Linked DNA regions of Anser cygnoides: region 2 is linked to region 1. A link is a contact called in public Hi-C data. All regions are on one chromosome and are shown on one strand. The core of a region is the stretch at or near the end of the contact, and the rest is flanking DNA. Distances in the headings are between cores, read along the strand shown. Region 1 overlaps POLR1A (RNA polymerase I subunit A). Region 2 has its middle 20 kb from the start of ATOH8.

Region 1 (6,555 bases), core at 1,143-3,642:
TGTGTTTAAAACTACAGTGTAGTTGTTATAAATATTCTGGCTGTGAGTGTTCATTCCATGCTTACTACTTCATAATTATTGTACAAAGAATGGTCAGCTGCAGTTTCAGCAAGAGTAAAATCCTGAGGGACTCCAATCATCAAAGCTAGATTATGGGAAGAGCCTTTTGGGGCTTAAAAAAATAAATAATAATAATAATTCTGCCACAGTGGCAATAAGCTATAGCATCCACGATTGCATCGAGAAATAACAGCAAGAGAAATAGAGACTGAACTGAATCCTGCTGTATTCTCTTTGTAACAGGATGACATTTTCATTGTGTCATAGGCAAGGTACTTGCAACTCATCTGTCAAGAATATTCATGAATAAAACTGCTTCATAGTGTGTTTGTTTCTGCATGTGCTCTGGCCTACGTAATTACATCATTGTTTCTTTTAGGTTGATTATGAGAGTGAGGAAGAGAATGCGGAAGAAAACGTTGCTGAGAATCCAGAAGATGAAGAGGTTGAATCAGACAAAGAAGAGAGGGCTCAAGGTGCTGAGGAAGGAGATCAGAACGGAGCAGATGGTGATGATCCTCAACATCTTTCCTTTACGTCTCAGACTAAAAAAGAGAGAAATCTATTACTCAAGTCAGCGGAGATGCGAATAAATGCTGTTCTGAACAGTCACCCGTCAATTCAGGATTACACGTTTGACACTGAAAACGAACTTTGGTGTGAGGTAAGCTGGTGGTGCCTGGAAGCAGCTGTGTGTGGTTGCACAACAGTTGCACGTAGCCCTTGTAACAGGGCTCTCTTCAGTGGAGTGCTGCTGTTTTGTCTCATCAGCAGTCCCCTATTAGTACAGAGGAGTGGAAGTGCGTGCCTCAGCACAAATGTTCTTCTTGACGCAATTATTTACAGCTGACTTTCAAAACCCCAATGAAACTTTTTTAAAAGACAATTGACATGTTTGTTTATAAATAAATATATTTATGACTATAATTCTAGTCAGACATTTACGTTCCTAAAACACACAATTAGGATAATCCTATTTGTCTGCTTTTTGCCTAAGAAGAAGTAGGTTATTGAGCCTAATGCTCAAGCGTTTTTACAGAAAAACACCACTTTTGTTTTTTTCTCTTTTTAGGTTTCCTTGACACTTCCATTGATGAAGGCGTACTTCGATCTCTCCTCTTTGCTTCTCTCTCTGACACGAAACACGGTCATCCATGAAGTGAAGGGGATCACCCGGTGCTTGTTGAATGAAAGTACCAATAAGCAAGGAGAGAAGGAACTCATTCTGCATACTGAAGGGATAAATCTTGCAGAGCTGTTCAGATACTCTGATGTACGTAGTCTATTTATAATCCTGAACTGGAGTGATCTTCTGTGCTCTACGGAGAGGGGGTGGATGATAGGTGTTAGCAGGGTTGACGTGTAGCCTTTTCAGCTCTTAGGCTTCCTTCCTTCTCCTTTTTTCCCCCAGCTGCGTTCAGAGTTCAGTGAAGCCTTTTCTCAAGGGTAAATTGCAAATTGTTTTTTTGTGCAGCAGCCCAGTATCTAATGACAGATAATTCCACACTATGCTTGTAACTGTCTCTATAAATGTTACTTGAGGGAATTCTTCCATCTAAATGAATTGCAGTACTTGGAGATGAATAGTTCTGTTATGCCATCTAGCCCATAACTCTACAAATAGAGGATTGTTTTATGCTACATATTTTCTACTGCTTTTGTTAAGAGTTCTGGTTGGTTGAGACAGACTGGGCATTACATTTCTTGGAAGACTTCAACATGTCCTTCTGCTGCTAGGAATGGTTAGTTGGTTTGTTTGTTTTCTAAACTCAGGTCAGTTATTTCTGTGCTGAATTTTGATTCCGACCTGTGTATAAACCACAATGATCACTTGCCTAAACATAAATCTCCAGTGTCATTTTTGTCTGTATTTGGCTCTGAGCTACTGTCTTGTTTTTGTGCAACTTTTGGTGGTGTTTAAGCTAATGAAAGGTGGAGGGAAAAAAACTACGTTAGCTTGCTTAGCTTAGCTTAAGCTACTTGGAAAAAATAGAGTAGTTACTGTGCTAGTTTATATCTGTGTTTTGTTTTTTTTGTCTTTCAGATTTTGGACCTGAACAGGCTTTATTCCAATGATATTCATGCCATGGCTAAGCATTACGGTATTGAGTCTGCCCTGAGGGTCCTTATAAAGGAAATAAAAGATGTGTTTGCTGTATATGGTAGGTTTTGTTTGCATCTTTGAAGATGGCCTTTATTATAATTGCCACATTGCTCACAGTTATGTCTCTTCATTTTTTCATCATTCTGATGATTATAGTGCCTTCTGTGAAGAATTCATTATTCAAGTTCTGTTTAATCTGTAGAAAATGCCCTAGACAAGGTTTTTTTTCCATGCATCACAGATTTTTTTCTATTCCATTACTGTGCAAGCTGGAAAGTCCAGAGGAATTAATTATTAACATCTGAGGAACCTTAACTATGTTAGACCAGTGCATAGTGGCCCTGAGAATAGGATTAATCTTGTCTCATTCTAGCTTTTTTAACGATAAGAGTCTAGGGTCCTTTTATAGTTAAATGTATGTAATTCCTAAAATGATAGAAGCTGCATTGATACTGCATTGTCTGAGGGTTTGTCCCTCTGCACTACTGAGAGTCCCAGTTCAGGGAGGATGCCTGGCTTGTTAGGCTGCTAAAGCTTGGCGTGTTGCATTTGCCTTAAGTGAGCTAAGTCACGCTATGAATTAAACTCTTGAAAAGAGGGAAGATTAATGCAGTGGGAGTTTTAGCAACCAGTCTCATCCAACAAATTTTTCGGCTGGCAGCCCAGAATGGTCCAACCTTCAAGTTGTTCAAGAACTGGTAGGTAAATGTTGACAGAACTGTTAATGATCTCCCATCGCACTTGCCACCGCAGTGTTACTTAAAAATAAGTACTGTTTCTTTTTAGACTGAATGTTTTTGTTTGTTTGTCTGTTTTTTTTGTGGATGCCTAACGTCGTAAACAGAAAATACCAGAACCTTGCTGCTTCCAGTGCCTAGCTAATACAGGCCATGAGTGAGAAGATAAAAGCTCTGTCCTGTCACAACTGGCTGGATGCATGTAAACAAAAATGACGTAGATCTTACTGATTTTATGTAGAGTGAAACGCTGCCTTGTTGCAGCATTCTTGACATCTTAGTTGCCTTGCAGAAGTACTGTTTTATATTAAAATGAGGAGTGCCCAGCTTGGATAATTGAGGGGAGCAGCCACACCAGCTACATACAAAGATTTGCAGTCGCCATAAGGATGTTAAAAGAGATGTTCTCCATGTTGATTAGATCCAGGGGATTAATTTAGATCAGATTTCTTTTTTAGACAGGAATACCTTAGCACTTGAGTGCTCTGATGATTGCTCTTTCCTGTGTTCTTAGGCATTGTGGTAGACCCTCGGCACCTTTCACTTGTGGCAGATTACATGTGTTTTGAAGGAGTTTATAAACCACTGAATCGCTTTGGAATCCAGTCCAGCTCCTCCCCTCTGCAACAGATGACGTTTGAAACCAGTTACAAATTCTTGAAGGAAGCAACCATGATGGGTAAGTGGTTTAGTTTGAACTATATCGCTGCAGAATTTCACATATGCTTTGTTTTCATCATAAATTTCCACTATTTCAAGTACTGCATAATTGTGTTAGAAAAAAGGCCAGAGGCTAACATTTTAATTAAGTCCTTGCCTAGGAAAATGTTCCAGACATTTTTAATAAAATTCTGTCAGCTTAAATGAAGTCAGCTCCCACATGTAATTTGTGGGGTCTGTGATTCCTGTCTTTAAGAATTAGATAGGCTTTTTTATAACAAACCTTAAAACTGTTACGGTTTGTTATAGCAAAGCCTTATAACAGACTATTAAATCTGCCTTTTTCTGTCTCTGCTTAGACCATTAAAGTTGTCATCTCTGCTTGGTTTTCCTGTCTCTGTTATTACTCCCACGTTTTCATCTCTTCTGCTTTAAAATTGCTGTTTTATTGTGAGAACAGTCTTCCTGGTTCTTAATTTGATTCTGGATTTCTTCTGCTTTGTAGAACTTTACTGTCTTTGGGGTCTCCCCCCAACCACAGACAAAGGGTCACATTCATTTGGCTAATGGTAGGATTCCGGTGCCATTTTGGATAACCGAGAGTACGGTAGCCTTTTCTGGCCCCTATTTGCTATTCTGGAAGTTGTGCAAATCTCTTGGGTTCTCTGCCTTGTCCAACAGACGACATATCTGCATGGATCCTTTAGGGCATTTAAATGGCACTAGCCATCTGTATTTTGGGGTCCTGTCCAAAGAAGTTATGTTTTAAGTGTCACTGAACAGTTTGATCTTATTTTTTGGATACTAACTACACGTCCTTTTTGCTCTTGTTTTTTGTCACTTGCCTGTTGGATGCTCCTTCTTGGATGCTCCTGTGTCACCATTTTGTTACCTAATACAAATGGGAAAAGCTGTCAACACGGTCTCTTCAGCTAGTGTCTTAAGCTGCCTGGCACAGATGTCAGGGAGGGAAACTTTGTCACTTAATTCCTTTCTCTTAATGCTGTTTTGCACCTTGTCTGGGAAGGTAACTTGGGTTTTACTGAATAGTATTGGTTACAAGTGACTTAGAAATCATCTGAAAATCAGAAAGGAAAGGCGTAAATTTGGAGAGAAATGGAGCAGAAGAGGAAGATTCTTGCACAGTCGCTTTCTCAGGATATACATCGTAGCACATGTTGACTTAGAAATAAGATAAAGTTTTTGTCAGGTGAAACATGATTACATTTACGGATAATATTACAAATAAAGACACAAAGTGCATGCTAACAGAAGGGCATGGTGAATTTGCAGGAAAGCCGCACTGGTTGCAAGTGCAGGGATTTATTGATTTCCCCAAGATGGAAACCAAGTCATAATGTGGATTACAGCAGTCTGGATCTAATTTGCTTTAATGCAGCTGATATCTCGAGTGTACATTTAAATAGATACTGTGCCTACTTACGGCCTGAATCAGTAAGACAGAAATAGGAAGGGCTGCGACCACGGGGCACTGCTAACAGAGCAGGAAGTGCCGCGAGAGCTCAGGTGTGACCCAGCAGATTGCTGATCAGGATTTGGTGCAAGAGCACATCTGCATCGGAAGCGAGATCCTTCTGGCTGTTTGCTCAGAGAATAACTCTTTGTGAACGTCACGTGAGCGAACAGGACAGTTACGCCTTTGACCTAACAAAGAACCTTTTTTTTTTTTTCCCCTTTTCTCAGTTGGCACACATTTAGGAGCAGCGGTTTACTTGTACAGCTGTAGCTGAGATCCAAGCAGCAAGCACACACCATACGCTGCTGTGGCCCAGCACCTTCCCCTGCATCCTCTGTATAATAAAAAGTTAGTTCATAGTAGAATAAAGATGACCCCAAGAGTTTAACAGTTGTTTTTTTTAACCAATTTTCCAACATACTTTACTAAAAAAATCGCAGCTTGCTGATATTTAGGATGAATGCAAACCAGCCTGGTTGCTTATAAATAAATAAATAAATAATAATAATAAAAAAAAACAACAGTGAAAGCAAAATGCAGCAAGCATTGACCAGCCGTGTCATCTGGAGAGCTTCCAAATTTCTGTGACAGTATTTCGCTACAATGAGTAACCACAAAATCAAAGGAATTCAGGGAATGTCTCTCCAGTGAAAAGTTCTCTTCGTATCTTGTCAGAAGGGTTTAAAATCCATATCAAAAGGATTCACTCTAACAAAGAAAAAAGGCTCCACGGGAGAAAGGCAGCAAATGAAAAGGGTTTCTTTTTGGTTTTGCTTCACTGATGTGTTTTTTTTTTTTTTAAGCAGTTTACTTAATCAGCAAAATGTGTTCACTGGAAGGTCAAATCTGTGTTCTCTTGGAATTGGGAATGTATTATCTTTTCCTGGGAAGAATTATCTTTCCTAGGAAGAGTTTAGAAATGTGTAGCCTAATTCTCTGCTTATACACAGACTGGGAATAGAAAAGTGTTGTTGGAGGGGAGAGGCAGGAAGAGTTTTGGAGCTCTGCTCTCAGAAATATAAATTCAGTCTGAACAGTAGATGGCAATGCCTTTCTGGAGCTAGGGAGGCTGAACCAGATGAGTATGTAAACTCATCTGAACCAGATAAGCATGTAAAATAAACTGCTTTCTCTTCAGCACTGACCTTTGAGAAACCTTTGGAAACATCTAATTCGACTTTGTCTGAATTCTGTTGTAGGTGCTTACGACGAACTGAGATCCCCTTCTGCGTGCCTGGTGCTTGGAAAAGTTGTTAAAGGAGGGACTGGTTTGTTTGACCTCAAGCAACCGCTTACATAGCGTTTTGTCTATAACTTAAGGATTCTGTTTAAAGTATTCACTGTAAGGTGCATACGTATGTATGTGCCTACAGTACCTGTAACGAGTGCACACACTGCGTTTCCAGTTGTCTTCCCTGTGCCAACAGATGTGTTAAGCTGGATGCCTGATGGACCTAATCTATTTAATGAAAATGTTTGCACCTATAGGAGCTGTCCCTTGGCCCAAAGAAACATGT
Region 2 (6,407 bases), core at 2,649-5,148, 160 kb after region 1:
GCCAGTCTCAAACATTGTGGAAGACCCCAAATGTTAATTAGCTGCAACAGGAGACCTTCAGAGCCACCTCACCTCAAGGGGCTGACTGGAGAGTGTTGGGAGCAGGGGGCACCCCGTGCACAACAGGGTGCTGAGGTGCAGGAGGGCCACAGGGCCATGCAGCAGAGGCAGGAGGCTGCGGAGCCGGGCTGGCCTCGCTCAGCATTCACATCAATCCCTGCTGCAGAAGAGCTCGGGGCTGCCAGCGGGGAGGCTAATTTATCACCGCGCTGGGGAACGGAGCGGTCAGCCGTACAGCATCCGAGCGCTGTTGCCGGCTGTTAATAGCAGGCCGGCTCAGGGTCGCACAGGTGCACGCCGGGCCCCGTGTGACTCCCCGCTGCCGCGCAGCTGACAAAATATGCCCGGCATCTGGTGCTGTCCTGGCGTCTGGGCCTCCGGGCTGGCACGCCAGCCCCGCACAGCCGGTGCCTCCCTGAGCGGCCGGAGCGGGATTATTACACAAACATATGGAGGTGGCCGGAGCGGAGCCGTGCCAGGGACGGATTTGGCCTCGTCGTGCAAAGCAGCTCTCGATCGTGCCTCTGGCCTCGTTTGTGAGGTCCTCACCAAGCTCTCCCATGCCTGTGGCTTGCCTCCGTCCAGCTTTCCTGCCTCCGCCAAGCCGTGTGTCACCGTCCTGCATGGTCCTCTGGAGAAGCCTCGATGCTCTCTCCAGCTTCGGTCCCCAGGCAGGTCCACCTGCTGGCTCTTGTCCCCTTCCAGCCCTACTGAAAGGCTCATGGAGGTGGTGGGGCTTGGGGGCTTGTTGAGGGCTGGTTGCACCCATCCTGCTCAAGCCATCACGGGGAAATTAGCTGGAGACTTAAAATCAGCTTATGTTGCACAGTTGAGCTCCTGGGTTAGATGGCTTTAGGTTATGCATTTGCTTTGGTTGGGTTTTTAAGGGCCATATACATTTGTGGCAATGCATGGATACAAATGACTAATAATAGGAAAGCATGCGCTGGGTCTGTGTCCACTCCTTTCTGTCCCAAAAAGGAACGGGCTCTCTCCGAGAGCCCTAACCTTGTCTTGAAGGCCAGGACAACATGCTTTGCTGATGAGGTGGCCTGAATTTCATCACCCTCGTATCACTTCTGGTTCTTGGCAGACGAGAGTCCGCTGCTTATAATACTGCTTACCTCTTTAAAAGGGCTCCTCATCTACACATCTCAAAGGGCTTTAAAAAGAAGCCAAGATCACTTTTTCCATGTTCCAGATGGGGAAACTGAGGTACGGAAAGCAAAAATGATTTGCCCAAGCAACACAGCAACACTTGAGACAGAAGCAGAGAAGGGCTTGATCCTTCTCATCTCCAGCAGGTGACCTGCCTGGTGCTGCAGCCCTGGAGTACAGGGTTGGGTGGGAGAGCTCACTGTGACAAGGATCTTGCTGGGTTACTGAGTATGTCCACTCTGTCTTTAATCACTGCCCATCAGTGCTCCTCTTGAACCACACCAGAGGTCCTCCTGGGAAGCAGGAGGTGCTTGCGGGCAGGTGATGAGGTGCCATGGCTTGGTGGCCATTATGGCATCTGGAGAGGTTGTACGTGCTGGATGCTCTGATATGACCCTTTCTGCAAGGAGAGAAAGCCGGATTAATCATCTAGAAAAGAAGTTGGGAAATGTTCTTTCCCTCAGATCATTGTAAAGAACTAGGGTGTTTTATTAAATAATTGTTCAAGATACTTTACAGTAAAACCAAATTCTTTTCACGAGTTTGCCATGCATGCACATTGCAAGAGAGAGTCTCCTTCCGCTCCTGAGAGCAAAAAAAGACTTAGCAAGGAAAAGAAAAGGTTGCAATATCCATCTGACAGTACAAAGATCTGGGGCAGGGACATTCTCAAGATCACACAAGAAAGTAGTGACTGACCTGGGAATGCAATTCATTTTAACTAAAGCCCTTGTCCAGTGATTAAATGACCATCTCTTGTTCCAAATATGATTCTTTTAAGATGAAAAGAGAAGCAGAAAAGAAGAGTGATGGAGAGCTGGGATGCTGAGTGCTTTTAGGTCTGTTCTGTAACACAGTTGGATCAAGATCCAAAGCCAGAAGGAAAATGTAAAAAGAAAGGAGTCAATGGAGAGACAAGAATGATCATGCTATGATCGCGTTTGCTGGAGCAGCTGCTCTGAAAGCCAGGAGTAGCAGAAAAGCTGCATTTCAGGTGGGGAATGAGTCCCGAGATAAAGCTGCTGTTCAATGCCTGATGGTCTCCAAGCTTGGGTGGACTGGTGGCAGGCACCAGGCACCATGGCATGGCAGTGCAAGGACAGCTGCCAGGTCAGGGGACATTGGCAGAGCATGCGTAGGGCCCCTGGTGGGGTTACCACCAGCAGAAAATTTGGACCAATGCCCTCAAGAAAGCCCAAAGAATTGGAGCCAAGAGGTGGTCAAGAAATTCTTGAGCTTGTCACTTGGTTGCCGTCAGTGGCTGCATTGCACATGCAGTTAATTGTCTCCTTCTGAATGCCTCTGCATGACCCCACTCAGGAGACCTCTCAGGGATCCCAACCTTCTGATCATAGCTGGGATCTGCCTCCAAAAACCTATTCTTTCTCTCCGATTTCTTCACGGGTTGATCAGGTTGCCTACATGGAGGATGACCTCTGAACAGTATCGAACCCCATGGATTCAGGGCCATGCTTCCGTGGGAGCTCCTCTCCATCTCACATTTGGGCTTTACCCATATGGGTGAAGGGGGACAGTGGTGAGGACAATTTTATTGTTCTTTTTCACCTCTGGAGAAGTGCCATGGTTGACATCAGCACATGATGTGCTGCGTTCAGCCGCTGACCGGACACCAATTTCCCTTGTTAGCAAAAAGGGCAAATCCCTAACGAGGGTGGCAGCTACGAGCTGGGCTTGCTGGGAGCCCTCCCTCCCCAGGCTTTGCAACCTGGCACTCTGCACAAGCGATAGAGCCATGAAAAAATACAGAAAAATTGCCTGTTGGGGCTTTGCCTCCTCCATGTTGATGTGTTTTTTTCAAAATATTTTTTTCTTTTTATATTTCAGTTACTTTCTCTACTCTTGTAAGCAAGTTAACCTTGAAAAAAAAACAACTATTGCCTCCCAAAAATATAAGCAAAAACTCCTCTCTGGTGTTTGATATTTGTTAGTGGAAGAAAAAAAATATTTCTTCTCTGCGGAGGGTATTTTCAGAGGTGCTGGCACTGCTGTCCCTTCCCGTTGCCCCATCCTTTCCCTGCATGTGGTGCCGCATCTTCTGCTGTGTGCGGCCGCGGGCCAGATTCAGCCCCATCTGTAGAAACGCAGCTTCTTCTGCCAGATGTCACCGCTGCACAGCCGCGCAGACCGAGGGATATTCCTGCAGGAGCGTGCCTCTCAGAAATACCATTCTCCAGCTCTCACCGGCCCTGAAACTGCTAAGGCTCTGTTTGCCTGGAAAAAGAAAAAAAAAAAAAAAAAAGAAAAAAAAAGCAACACACACACACAAGAAAAAAAAATCTGAAGGCATCCAGTTGCTCCTGGGCAAATTGCCAGTGATTGAGTGACCTGCTGCTTCCCCAATATTGCATTCCGCTGGCATGTCTTTAGCCCTGGCTGACGCCAGCCATCTAACTCACCCCCAAAGCAAACATTTCCAGTTGGCACCGCTGCCTTGTTTTTCTGAAGAACCGATTCATGCTTCCCTTAAAAAGTTTTACTATATCCATTTTATTTTATTTTATTTTTTTCTGGTGCGGGGAGCCACCAGGGAATGGCTGCCGCTTCAGGGATTTCTCCTTAAAATAAAATAAAATAAAAAAATGAGAGAGAGAAGGGGGGACTTTTTTTTTTTTTTCCACCTCCCTTTTTAGTGAGCATGATAAATCCATTCAGAGCGCTCCTTGTGTGCGAGTGTGGAAACCTTCTGCTAAAAGAGTTATTCTGTTCTCATTCACAGATAATTGCTCCCCGAGGGGCCGGGGAGAGAGCAAGGAGGAGAGACTGATAATCCAGGAGGACATGGATACAAATATCAGGCCGCGGCGCTGAGTGCCTACTTAATTTATTGGGAACGAGCTGTTACTCAGCACTTTGCAGGATTAGGCCCGCTGTAATTCTGTTATTTAAGCAGACACCGAGCCCAACGAGCCCAACTACGACAACAACCCACCCGGGGCCGTTGCGGAGATGGGCGGCGTTGGAGAGGGAGCACATGCTGGTTTATTTTTTACGCTATGGAAAGAATGAGCTTTTAGGACACAAAGTCCTGGCGGCCGGCGAGGGGGTGGCGGGAGGGGAGCAAGGGGACAGCCTGGCTCCGGGCTGATGGACAGACCCAGGTTAGGGCTGCTGCCCGGCCAGCCGGGATGATGTATGGCAGCATGTATGTATGGGGCTCCCCAAAAGGGCACGGCCTTGCCACCTGGAAGGTAGGTGGGTGGCAGCACCCAGCACCCCATCATGGCTGGGAACGGTCCGGACCACCACTGGTGCCTGCTGGCCCCTCTCTGAGCTGTGTGTTATTAATTATATCTAATTGCATAGAGTGACAGCCGCTTGCCCAATGGGCTGCTCTTACCAGGATTTCATGCAGGGGTGAGAATTCATCCGCCTTCCCCCTTCATACCTTCTTGGGATGCATCGTGTGTCCCCCAAACCCAGTGCTTCCAGCAGGATGCCAAACAGCTTGAACGGGATAAAGGAAGGAGCCTTCTTGTTCTTGTCTTCACAAGGATGGCTGAGGGTGGCAGGGACCTCTGGAGGCCACCTGGTCCAACCCCTACTCAAACAGTGTCACCTAGAGCAGTTTGCCCACCCTCTGGTCTTGATGGACCCCATCTTTCATTCTACAATTCCTGTGATATTTGACCCATTTGTCTGCATTTTCACTAACCATTTGGAAAAAAATTCCTCTGGGAAGCCAAGGGCTTGGAAAGAAATGTTTAGACTTCTGGCCCAACTGAAAGTTGCAGTGACATTAAAATATAGTAGGCTTTTCTGCACAAGGCTTCTTTTTTTTCAGGGAAAATAAATATATTTATCTGACTGTCCATTGAAACATCCATCACCCAAACAGAAAGGGCCTGAACATGGCTTTTCTCATGGGGTGGTGCAATGAGGGCTGTGTAGTAATTTCGGCTATTTGCTTCTCCCAGATCCTTGGGTTTGCATCTCGCATGAATTTCTGTCTATTTTTTGAATACCTATTCAGCTGGGGAAGGAAATACAAGGGGCTCATAGAAAACCCTGTTACTCCTTAAACAAGATCTTCCACTGTCAAACAAGCAGCTACCACTATGCGTATTTTACAGGTAGGGAAACTGATGATGAAATAACCCTTAAGTTCATCTAGTCCAACTCGAGTCCACCACTACAGAATCACAGAATTGTCTATAATGAGTCATGATCCCATATAATTCTCTTGGATTTATTATTGGGTAGGCATTGATGGAGGTTTTCAACCTGGGGATTGCAGCCCTTAGTCAAGGATACCATCCCAGGGATGTTTCCCATTTTAAGATCAATAATTGCCCCCCTCTGCCCCTCCTCATTTTGAGTGCTTTTTAGCCAAAATAACCCTGTGCTCATGTCATAGTAGCAGCTAAAGGAAAAGCTGACAGCTATGAGGTAGTAAAGACAAATGGTGGAAGGGAGAGACTGAGGAGAAGCTGGTCTCAGGCTGTGCTGGTGAGGAGTGATGACAGCAAACCCGTTTCTCTGGCAGAATAAAACCTGAAGGGGAATACTTCAACCTTTGAGACTGCTAATATAAATAAAAGGCACACAGAGGGAGGTTGGTAGGTTCCTAATCAATTAAAAGCAAATCTCTTGCCCTGCCGTATTGTTAGAAGACTGTGGGTGACATAAAATGAGACAGAGATGTGGCAACACGGTGATTTTCTCACTGCGTTTAAGCACTTGCTCAGCTGGGGCAAGCAGCATAGCAGTGGGATTTCTCTTGGTTTGCAGCTTCACCCTCTGCGATATATTTAAATTCATACCAACAATCGATTTGGTTTGCGCTAAAGGAAAAGCCACGGGAGCATTTCCACTGATCTTTTGGAAAATATTAAGCTATGGTCCTAACATGATCTGACTGTGTCCCTTTCAGGTCTTAATTGCACTAGAACTGCCACAGAAATAAATGTTGTTTTCCTGGAAATGTCATTATTTAGCTGTTATCTGATTGGTTGCTTTAGCGATGATGTCGTAGTTCCATGACATCATGTCTGAATTTTTCAACTCTTTCCATCTGGATTAAACACCATCATCAATCTGGAGCGGGACGCAATCACGTGTCACCAAGAAACCCAAGATTAAATAAATCCCGAGAAGTAATTGCTTTTGGTCAATGACACTGGAGAGGTGCAAATGCAGAGCCCGTAACATCCATCTGGATTTTGACCCGG

Evidence for each region. A called contact is a pair of places that touch in the nucleus more often than the background predicts.
Region 2: a Hi-C map of liver shows a contact between it and region 1, with 2.4 times the contacts expected there. The contact joins two enhancer-like sites. A contact is called at or near these places in 2 of 7 Hi-C or Micro-C datasets (granulosa cells and liver).

The regions. Positions count from the first base shown.
Region 1 is chr4:6,344,464-6,351,018 of Taihu_goose_T2T_genome, forward strand. POLR1A (RNA polymerase I subunit A) reads left to right here. Exons shown (of 34, transcript XM_048047789.2): 30 at 440-724; 31 at 1,133-1,333; 32 at 2,105-2,222; 33 at 3,416-3,580; 34 at 6,238-6,555. The coding sequence ends at 6,338. Among named protein-coding and RNA genes, the nearest start is that of POLR1A, 30 kb to the left of the region's middle. Within about 2 kb of position 2,393, at least 2 of the 3 cell types and tissues checked have open chromatin away from gene starts, as enhancers often do. A contact at or near this core is called in liver, where this site is marked.
Region 2 is chr4:6,503,638-6,510,044 of Taihu_goose_T2T_genome, forward strand. No RefSeq gene overlaps it. Among named protein-coding and RNA genes, the nearest start is that of ATOH8, 20 kb to the left of the region's middle. Within about 2 kb of position 3,899, at least 1 of the 3 cell types and tissues checked has open chromatin away from gene starts, as enhancers often do. A contact at or near this core is called in liver, where this site is marked.